Linked DNA regions of Mus musculus: region 1 is linked to region 2. Evidence: chromatin contacts called from public HiCAR-type data. All regions are on one chromosome and are shown on one strand. The core of a region is the stretch at or near the end of the contact, and the rest is flanking DNA. Distances in the headings are between cores, read along the strand shown.

Evidence for each region. HiCAR-type assays count read pairs that join an accessible place to other places.
Region 1: a HiCAR-type map of kidney shows a contact between it and region 2, with 6 times the contacts expected there. The contact joins two enhancer-like sites. A contact is called at or near these places in 1 of 115 datasets of contacts at active chromatin or transcription factors (kidney) and 1 of 9 other capture datasets (embryonic stem cells).

What each region holds. Positions count from the first base shown.
Region 1 is chr11:8,652,315-8,656,807 of GRCm38.p6, reverse strand. The region is part of intron 1 of Tns3 (tensin 3); the gene reads left to right. Among named protein-coding and RNA genes, the nearest start is that of Tns3, 10 kb to the left of the region's middle. Within about 2 kb of position 2,672, at least 92 of the 459 cell types and tissues checked have an H3K27ac peak or open chromatin away from gene starts, as enhancers often do. A contact at or near this core is called in kidney, where this site is marked.
Region 2 is chr11:7,151,083-7,155,859 of GRCm38.p6, reverse strand. All of the region lies in intron 14 of Adcy1 (adenylate cyclase 1), which reads right to left. Among named protein-coding and RNA genes, the nearest start is that of Ccdc201, 35 kb to the left of the region's middle. Within about 2 kb of position 2,584, at least 9 of the 459 cell types and tissues checked have an H3K27ac peak or open chromatin away from gene starts, as enhancers often do. A contact at or near this core is called in kidney, where this site is marked.

The DNA.
Region 1 (4,493 bases), core at 1,423-3,922, 1.5 Mb before region 2:
ACAGGGAGCTTGCTGGGAGCAGCAGCAAGAGCCATGACACTCTTCGTGGCTGGCACTGGTTAATTTTTACCCTCTAAGAATGTATTCACAATTCTAAGGAGTGTCAACAAATGGCTGCCCGTCCCTCTTGGAACACACAGAACCAGACTCAAACTGAGCCAGATTTGCTGGTCCCCTTCCCAGTGTGACTGTTGGCATCACTGGTCAGGTTTGGAAGGAGGAGGGACCACTCATCCTCAGGTTCACCCAGAGTTTTTGAGGCTCCTAGGCCAGATGGGACTGTGGGCCCTAGGGAGAGGGAGAAAAGGCTGGTCTACATGGGTGGTCATCTCTGGCTGCTTCTTCTTCTTTTTTTATATTTATTTATTTATTTATTTATTTATTTATTTATTATATGTAAATACACTGTGGCTGTCTTCAGACACTCCAGAAGAGGACATCAAATTTCATTACAGATGGTTGTGAGCCACCATGTGGTTGCTGGGATTTGAACTTGGGACTTTTGGAAGAGCAGTCGGCACTCTTAACCGCTGAGCCATCTCACCAGCCCTCTGGCTTATTTTTAAGACGTTGAAGGAGGTGGGGCCACGTGGGGGCTTGATAGTGTGGATCAACTACCTGCAATAGCCAAGGGAAATTGCACAAGGCGAAGAAGAATGGGAAAACTCAGGAAGATGATTGTACTTATCAACTAGAATGAGATGAGGCATAGGGCAGGTCCCCACAATGGCGGTAATGTGGTTTGCAAATCTGCACCAGTACCCACTGATCTCAGGGAGTTGGTGGACCCTTAGGGAAGGTGGGCCACTGGGACCTTCAGGGTGGGAGGCGGAGTTCTGAGGATGCAGACTGCAAAGCAAGATCGGGTATCATTTTTTTGCTGGCTTGTGGAAAGCCTGATCCTCATCATTCTCCCAGAAAAGGAAGCATAAGGGATGATTGGGGCATGGGAGAAGAGGAAGGCAGGGTGGACTCTAGTACTTGGGTCCTGACCTCTTTCCTAAGGAAAGACAGGGAGGTGGGTATGTTAGTCAATTGAGAGTTACGGCAACAAAACACCCCAGGTAGGTTGGCTTTGGAAAAATAAGGTTTGTCTGGCAAACAGTTTTGGAGATGGCAAGTCCAGTACTTCTTAGATCCTGGTGAGGGTTTCATGGCAGAGAGCAGCACAATGGTGGGAATATATCTGGGAGAGTGTTCATATCTTGAAACAGGAAGCCAGGTTGTGATTCAGAGCTATTCTCTGATAGCTCAGGATCTCATGAGTTTCCATGTTGGTTTCCCCAATGACCTCGCTGCCTCCCACCCTGCCTCGGAGGCTGACCTCGAGCTCCTGATACTCCTCCCACCATGCCTCTGGGGTTCTAGACAATGTTTTTCTATTAGGCTCCACCTCTTACAGGTGTCCCCCCTCCCCCAACTTCTCAGTACCTCCGCACAGAGAATCAAGCTTCTAGCATGTGTCTCTCTTGAGGGACACACTTGAACAGTACCCAAACTGTATTAGTGAGCCCCTATGGGTCCACTGTGTGACACTATGCTACGTAGCCTCATTTCTCTGAAGCACCTCAATTTCCTCGTTCCTCGGAGACCTTTCTCATTTTTCTTTAGCAAGTGTCATTGTAACTAGCTGGCAATGATCAAGAATTTGAAACCAGTGAAACATCATCAACATGAAACAGTTATTTTTAAATTTTATTTATTTATTTATTTATTTATTTATTTATTTATTTATTATATGTAAGTACACTGTAGCTGTCCTCAGATTCTCCAGAAGAGGGTATCAGATTTCGTTACGGATGGTTGTGAGCCACCATGTGGTTGCTGGGATTTGAACTTGGGACCTTCGGAAGAGCAGTTGGCACTCTTAACCGCTGAGCCATCTCACCAGCCCTGAAACAGTTTTTTTTGTTTTTTTTTTTCTTTTAACTCCTTTACCCCTGCATCCATTTTAGTAGACATGATGTAGAAATCTGGGTCACCAGTACACACGTACTGGTCTTGTAAGACAATTTGTTAGGAAAATTAACAGAACAGAAGGCAATCAATTCTCACACTATAACCTCACACTGTGGCGAATGATCACTTTCCTCCTCCTGTCTGGCCATTTTCAGAGGTTCGAGTTAGAGGCACAGTGTATGCACATGCAGTTAGCACTAATTTTCGCAAGGCTCCCCCTACCCCATCCTAAGTATGCCTCATGCTCCCACTATCTTTACATGAGTGCTGGGAATGGCTTTATAGAGTGTTCATGGTGATGACCAAACCAGTCCCGGTCCCTCAACTTCAGGGCTGACTTAGAAGCAATTCTTGTCAATGCCTCTCTCTGAAAACCCCAACTCCTTGTTGTCTACTGCTGGCCAAGTAGCTGGGTGCCCTTCTAATTTTGCAGGTAGCCTGAAAAAAGTCTGTGTAGAAGTGGCCCTTGTAGGTTGTGGGCTGTAGTCATATCTCCACATTCTGCATTCCTCAGCCGGAGCACTGACTGGTTTCCTTGTCCTGATTTCTGGGGCTCCCTGAGTGAACTCAGACACCGGCGACCAACACTGTTCTGATGGTGCTGGGCACGCACTGGAGCGTTAGTGCTGACTTTGGCCCTGCGGGTGTTTCTGGCTGGGACTGTTGGTAAGTGTCCAGCTGAGGCCTCTGAATTCAGCCATGCACCACACTGCCAACCCAGCCCTGCTCCAGGCAGACTGGGTCAGTTCTTGGTGCCAGGATGAGCTGGGAGGGTGAGTGTGGCTGAGCTGACAGAGACTTTTGTCTGACTATGATCTCTATTGTCCCGTGTCCCTTTAACCTCTGGAATTACCGTCTGGCCTTTCGTTGTTTCCGCCACGTTCTGCCCGTCGTCAGAACCACGTGTCTTGGGAACTTCAGTTCCCTGGCTCCTGTGGTGCCAGATGGTTTTGTTCAAATAAGGGGAGAGCCTCAGCCTGGAGCTGCTGGGGACAAAGTGGCCCTGCCTATTTGTTCTAGGGGTGAGAGGGATGGAGCAGGGAAGACTGCAAGAACCAAGTGGCTCTCACACCTGCCTCTGCCTCGTGGTTCTAGAGCTGTCCTTCGGCTCCTGTGAAGTGTTGCTGAAGACATGTTAGTATTGACCTTGCTGAGTGGTTAGCGGTGGGGTTGTGCACCTAGGGACCTTCCTATATAAAAGTGAAGGGCACACTTGCGGTCTTTCTTCCTTGATATGATTTCTTGTTGGGGCCAAAGAAGCCTTTTATAATAGGGACAGTGACCTCATGCCAGCCCCCTTCTCCTCCCCCTACTGGTCAGGTCGGATTGGCTGCAAGGCCTCTTGAGCTTTCTTAGCCCTTTTCCCCTCCAGGGTGTTCTAAGGGGGCATGCTGTGGGTCACAGGTCTTCATGTTTATGTCCTGAGACTGAAGTAGCCATGCGGTGGTAACATGTTTGATCTTTCGCTTTTCAGTCAACTCCAAGGACAAGATAGCTTTGTGTCCTTGGACCAGGAATTACCTGACTCAGAGGCTCTGTTTTATCCTTGTCTGAAGCCCACATGCTTTGCATGAGTGTGCGTGGGATGCTAGCGGTTCTGTGCTCAGCTAGGAACAGTCTAGCTTATCGTAAAGAGAAGGGTGTAGGGGTGGGGTGAGGGGGAAATGTGTAAGAGAGCACAAACTCGCACAGGGTTTCCCAAGGTTTCATTAATGTTTCCAGGGTCATGATTTTTTTCTTCTTGGAGTTTTGCTTTGCAATATATGTCTTTAACATTCAAAAGAGTAGTTTGTACTTTTTACAGATTTGGGGAATTTTACTGGGTGTTACTTTCTTGGAAATAAGCCATGTTTCCAGTTACCCGTCTCAGTGAAAGTTGATGGCAAATGCCTGCGAGGAATGCCTGTAAGGCTCCCTGTTGTGAACTGCAGATACAAAGCCAGTACTTAACTATGCTGGTAGCACAAAAGAATTGTTCTTTCTGGATAGCATGTGGGGGCAGTTTCCCTGAGATCCTTACAGTAAAATGGCAAGAATTATTTCCTTTGTCTTCATATCAAAATGAGCCCTAGTCTTCATACAGACGTACCAGTAAATGTGTAACTTCTTGTTTAACATTTAAGTACAGGCTCTGTTCTCCAAAGACGTCAGGCATCCAGAAGAGCCGGCTTGTGAAACTGGGGTCTCCCCACACACTTGTTTTGTTGAGGCTACCCCAGTGGTGTTCATGGATGCTGTATTCAGGACCACACACACTGCCAGATTTTGCAGAGGTGTTAGGATCTGTTTAATGAAGACACTGGTGCATGGAAGTGAACAACTAGCCTGCTTGGGTGAAGACTGCATGAGGGGACAGCAGGTGGCTCCGCCCACATGCATGGCAGGCTATGCTCACCCGCTTTGGTGGAAGGTAGTGAGTCCCAGGACACATCGTCCCCTCCTTGCTTGATTTTAGTTGTCTTTTTTTCTCAGAGGATGCAGCCTCTTTAGGGTTGCTATTCCGATCAGCTGGGCTCGACCTTGACCCTGGTGCA
Region 2 (4,777 bases), core at 1,335-3,834:
AACAAGGCACAGGGGACCTGCATAAATCTTCAGATAAGTCCTGGCCAGTATAGGGTCAGAGCAGGCCTCATGCACATGGTTATAAGAACAGCCCTAACCTTCCTTTTTTGACAACTGTCACTTAAGCCAGGGAACACTGTAAAACACATACCTTCTGTACACATAAAGGCCACCGTAAGAGAACAAAGATCAGACAGGGCTTCCAACTCTCCATGGTGTCAGAATCTTAGAGCAGGCAGGCAGGCAGGGCTGCAGCAGCTGTCTAGATAAATCTCCCTTTGATGCCACACCAGAGGGGACTGGAAGCAATGTGAGCCCTCTCGCCACCAACACACTCCAATATTCTCCTTCCTCTCTGGAAGTTCTGGGGTAGACATTCCTAATATTCTCCACTGATTTCCAGGCACCAATGGACAGTAGAAGTACCTCCCTTAAAGACAGGCGATCACTCTTGGCTGGAGCTACAAAGGACCGAGGAAGCACCGGTGTGCTCTGACCTGGTGTCTGGAGGACCATGATGGTGGGAAGCATGGCTAAACTCCATAGACACATACTAGGAACAGGAATGAACCTTGGCTAGTCAATGCCACTGACACACTGGGTATGTTACTTACTGCAGCACAATGCAGCCTATCTAAATCCAGGTTCACAGAACTTGATCAGTAACAACCACGCTGATTTGATTTCTAGCTATCCTGTCAAGACTTTGTTGGGTGGGATAGGGTTCTAGGCTGTAGGATCAGAATCAAATTCTGGTGAACACCCATTTCTCATTTCTGTTCTGAGTTGTTTCCATGAGAAGTCTGACTGAATCAAGATTTACCAAAAAAAAAAAAACCACTTTACAGCTGCCAGAAACATAGTATTTAGGAGCACACAGTGAGTCTCAAGAAACGTACTAGAATTCAAGCCACAAAAGTAGATTCTTTGACCACAACATTGAATTTTGAAGTAACTAACGACCAGATGTCAGCAGAAGCTTTCAGAGTAAAAAGCACGCTCATCGTTGGGTAAGGGAAGGAACAGGAAGATCGAGAATACTTTGGGGTGAATGAGCATGAAGCTATGCTGCATGCCAGCCTGCCCCACTACACCACGTGACAGCATTCCCAGAACCCCCAACAGCAACCTGGGCACATTGCTAACAGGGAGCAGAGCACCTATTTTAGAAAGGACAAGCCTCTCTCGAGTCACCTTTAAAAGGAGGTAGAATCACAATAAATTGAGCTGTGAGCAACCACAAGAAATTAAAGAATATAGTCAGTTTCCATAAACACAAAAGGAACAGCAAGAGATGCCACGGCCAACTGTAAGTCAACCAAGAGCGGTTGTCGGGGAAGCAACTCCCAAAACCACTGTGGCAAGCAATGGGAAGCCCAGGGGGCTTCATGTTTGTTTAGGAAACTTGAAATTTAGCTTAACATCTCTGCATTAAGCAACAAGTAAAACATGGGGTTCAGAGGTCAGTCTATTTCATTCCACCTAACCCTTATAGAAGAACCAACTCTACCAAAGTCTCTGAGAAAACCACTGAGCCTGGAAGGCATGTCCCATGTCCTCACTCCCATGTGGTTTGCTCCCAGGGGTCCTGTGTCTGGGGGAGGCGGAGGCACAACCCAGTCCTCAGTGTGATTCTGCTGAGAGGGTGTAGGGCCTGTAAGAGGTGGGACTTGGGCCTGGTGAGATGGCTCAGTGGGTAGAGATGTTTGCTGCCTACGCCTGACAAAAGAACCAATGGAAAGATGGAAGATGAGAATCAACTCCACCAAGCTCTCTTCCGACCTCCATATGTGTGCTGTGACATGCTCACTGCGCCCCCCTCCCCATATATATCACATACAGCACGGTAAGAAGAGTGACAACATTTTAAAAGGTGGGGCCCACTGTGAGATAATCAGAAATCATTTGCCCACACATAGCCCTGGCACAAACCTATGCCAACCGGAAACTATGAGTCACAGCATTTTAGAATCCCAGGAGAAGGACCTTAAGTGTTGTGCTGTCCCCACTACTGTCCCCACTACTGTCATGCCTGTGCCAGAAAGCATGGCCAAGAACCTGTGAACTAAAGTAAGAAGCACAACACAACACAACACGGTCTGACTTAGTTCTACTGATGGGAATTCAGTCTGTGCCGAGACCGATCCGCAGGCAACAGTCCATGTCCAGCAAGGTGGGACTTTGCCTCAGATTTTTTACTGGTAAACAAACAAACTAAGTGCATCAGTACAAATCAACATAAGTATCAGAATTGTTGCTCACAATAATTGTATCTACTGAATTCATTGAAAATAATGTTGGTTGCTGGGCAGAGCACACCTTTAACCCCAACACTTGGGAGGCAGAGGGAGGTGGATCTCTGAGTTCGAGGCCAGCCTGGTCCTCAGAGTGAATTCCAGGACAGCCAGGGCTACACAGAAAAATCCTGGCTTGAAAAAGAAAATAATGTTGGGGTAAAATTATGCTAAGAGACAGAGAATGTCACCAAGGGCAAAGCAAAGCCTGTTTGTTTATGCAGGGTTGTGTAGCCAACGTGGTATCCAAAAATAATTAACCCGGCTAGTGTTTGTCCGGACAATGAGGCAATAGTCTGAGGTGATCTCGTGTCTCTGTGACCTGACTAAATACCCGGAGGGCAAACAGACAAAGTCCTGAAAGTTCCATGTTTTGCTGGGGTTACAGGAAAGCAAGGTGACGTTTTTTGTTGAATGTCTATGGAAAAAAAAAATGTGTCAGTGTGTTCCACTTAGCAACCCTTCCACCATGACACGATCGCATGAAGGCTACATGTGAGGGAATGCATTTGTGCCCTGCACTTCCTGAAAGGTCCCTATGTGATGAATGGCGGGAGAGAGTGTGGCTGGATGGAAAGTCACATGAGTCAATAACACTTAACTACTGAATTTAACAACAAATGTTGGAATTTAATAATCAAAGCCAAGAGAAGGCCATGTCAATCTATACGAGAAAAATATCTTCAAAGGGATGAGCACTGCCCCCCTCCAAAGGAACTCATAGTCAGGCCTCATTTCCACTTGCTTCGACTGTACAGCCAACTGGATACCCTAGCAAATCCCCACCTCATTGTGCCAAGAATCCTGGCCTTCCTGCCTCATCCTGTGTACATTATTCTCTAGTACATACAAGGTCGCTATGAGACCTGAAACCCAACGGTGATGGCAGGGTCAGTGGAGCAGAGCAGGCAGCCAGCTGGGTTACAGTGGACGGACAGTCGAGTAGAACAAAGACCACGATCGATGCTACCACTGCCATAGACTCTCTTCCCATCACCTGGCGTGACTCGGGCAAAATGCAACTGCCAGGTCTCCTTTCCAGGAACTGGCGAATGCCGTCACTGGGGCATCCCCAACCTGGACACAACGAACCAATAGGCTCCTTGGTTCCTGCTCCTGGGTGAGGTGAGTCAATGGTAAGTGCATCAAGAACTGGCCATCCATCAGGATTCCGGACCTGTAGCCCAGGGACAGGGCCACCTGCACAACCAAGTCAGGCTGTGTCCTCATGTCAGGTCTGGGGACAGGTTGCCAAGAAGAGGAACTGGACTTATTCTGGGCAACTTGGGTTGGGATTCTCGCTCCATTATACCGCTGGCCAGAGAATTTGGTCAGCAACAAGAACTACAAGCTGCTGCTGGAATCTGTGACAATGATAATTTGATGCCACGCCCAGCCCTTGTCATTCCTGCTACTTGCTGACCAGTCTCTGTCCTTCTGCTGTATAGTCGGCTCTTCAACTCGGCCCCAGGAAAAGGAGCACATCACCAGCCTGTCCCATCCCACCAAGTGCACCCGAGCCGATTGCGACAGTCTCCCTGCTTCCCTCAAGAGTCCTGTATACAGAGGGAACCTTTGTGCCATAGTCACTGGCTCCTCCTGACTGTCCTCTGGCCTTACCTATCTGGCATCTGGGCCCCAACTCTGAGCTGGGACCCTTCAGCCTTGGCTGCACGGCGGGAAATTCTGAGTTGAAGACGTTCCTGCTTGGCCTCACACACTGCTCACAAAGCCTGACCAGATGGCACACAGACTGCGGCTATAGCCTGCCTCGGTTGCTTACCCCAGCCTGGCCACTGTCTGACACTGGCAGGTTCCTCTGTGGCCCCTGTTTTCTCATGTGTTTCTCAATATTTTCTCATTTCTCATCCCATCCATCCTGGGCAGCGCTGCTCTGATAACAGGGGAAACTCCACCGCTCGGAAGGCAAAGGGCTGTTCTGAACGCATGCTAATCAGAAGGCTAGCTGTTGCTGAGGCCATCAGCTATCCTCCCTCCTTCTTAGGCAAGGAAGTCTCTCCTGGGACAACTGGCTGCTGGAGAAACCTCTGTAAGTTCAGCAGATGAGAACTGAGCCTGGGAAAGCCACTCAAATGCTTAACCCCCTCAATTCTCCACACCTGGGGGGGGGGATCTGGCAACTGCACCCCAGCACCAGGGAGCCCCACCCCACCATGAACACTAGTAAACCTCACTGTGCTCCAAAGTGGTTTTGCAGACACAGGCTCAAATAAACTCTCCTCGGTTGGCACTTGCCTCACACTTGAATGGAAAGCTAAGTACGGGCCATGCGACACCTGCCTGGTGCCCAGACTATCCGGGCCTGAGACCAGCTCACACCGCTGCTATTCTCTGATGCCTCCACTGTAGCAGCCCTCCCACCTCTCCTGTCAGAAATACCCAGAAAATTACTAGGTCTTGGGTGAGCAGAACGAAGCTCAACATGTTCAATTTTCCAAGGGCCCTCATGGAATCCCAGTCAC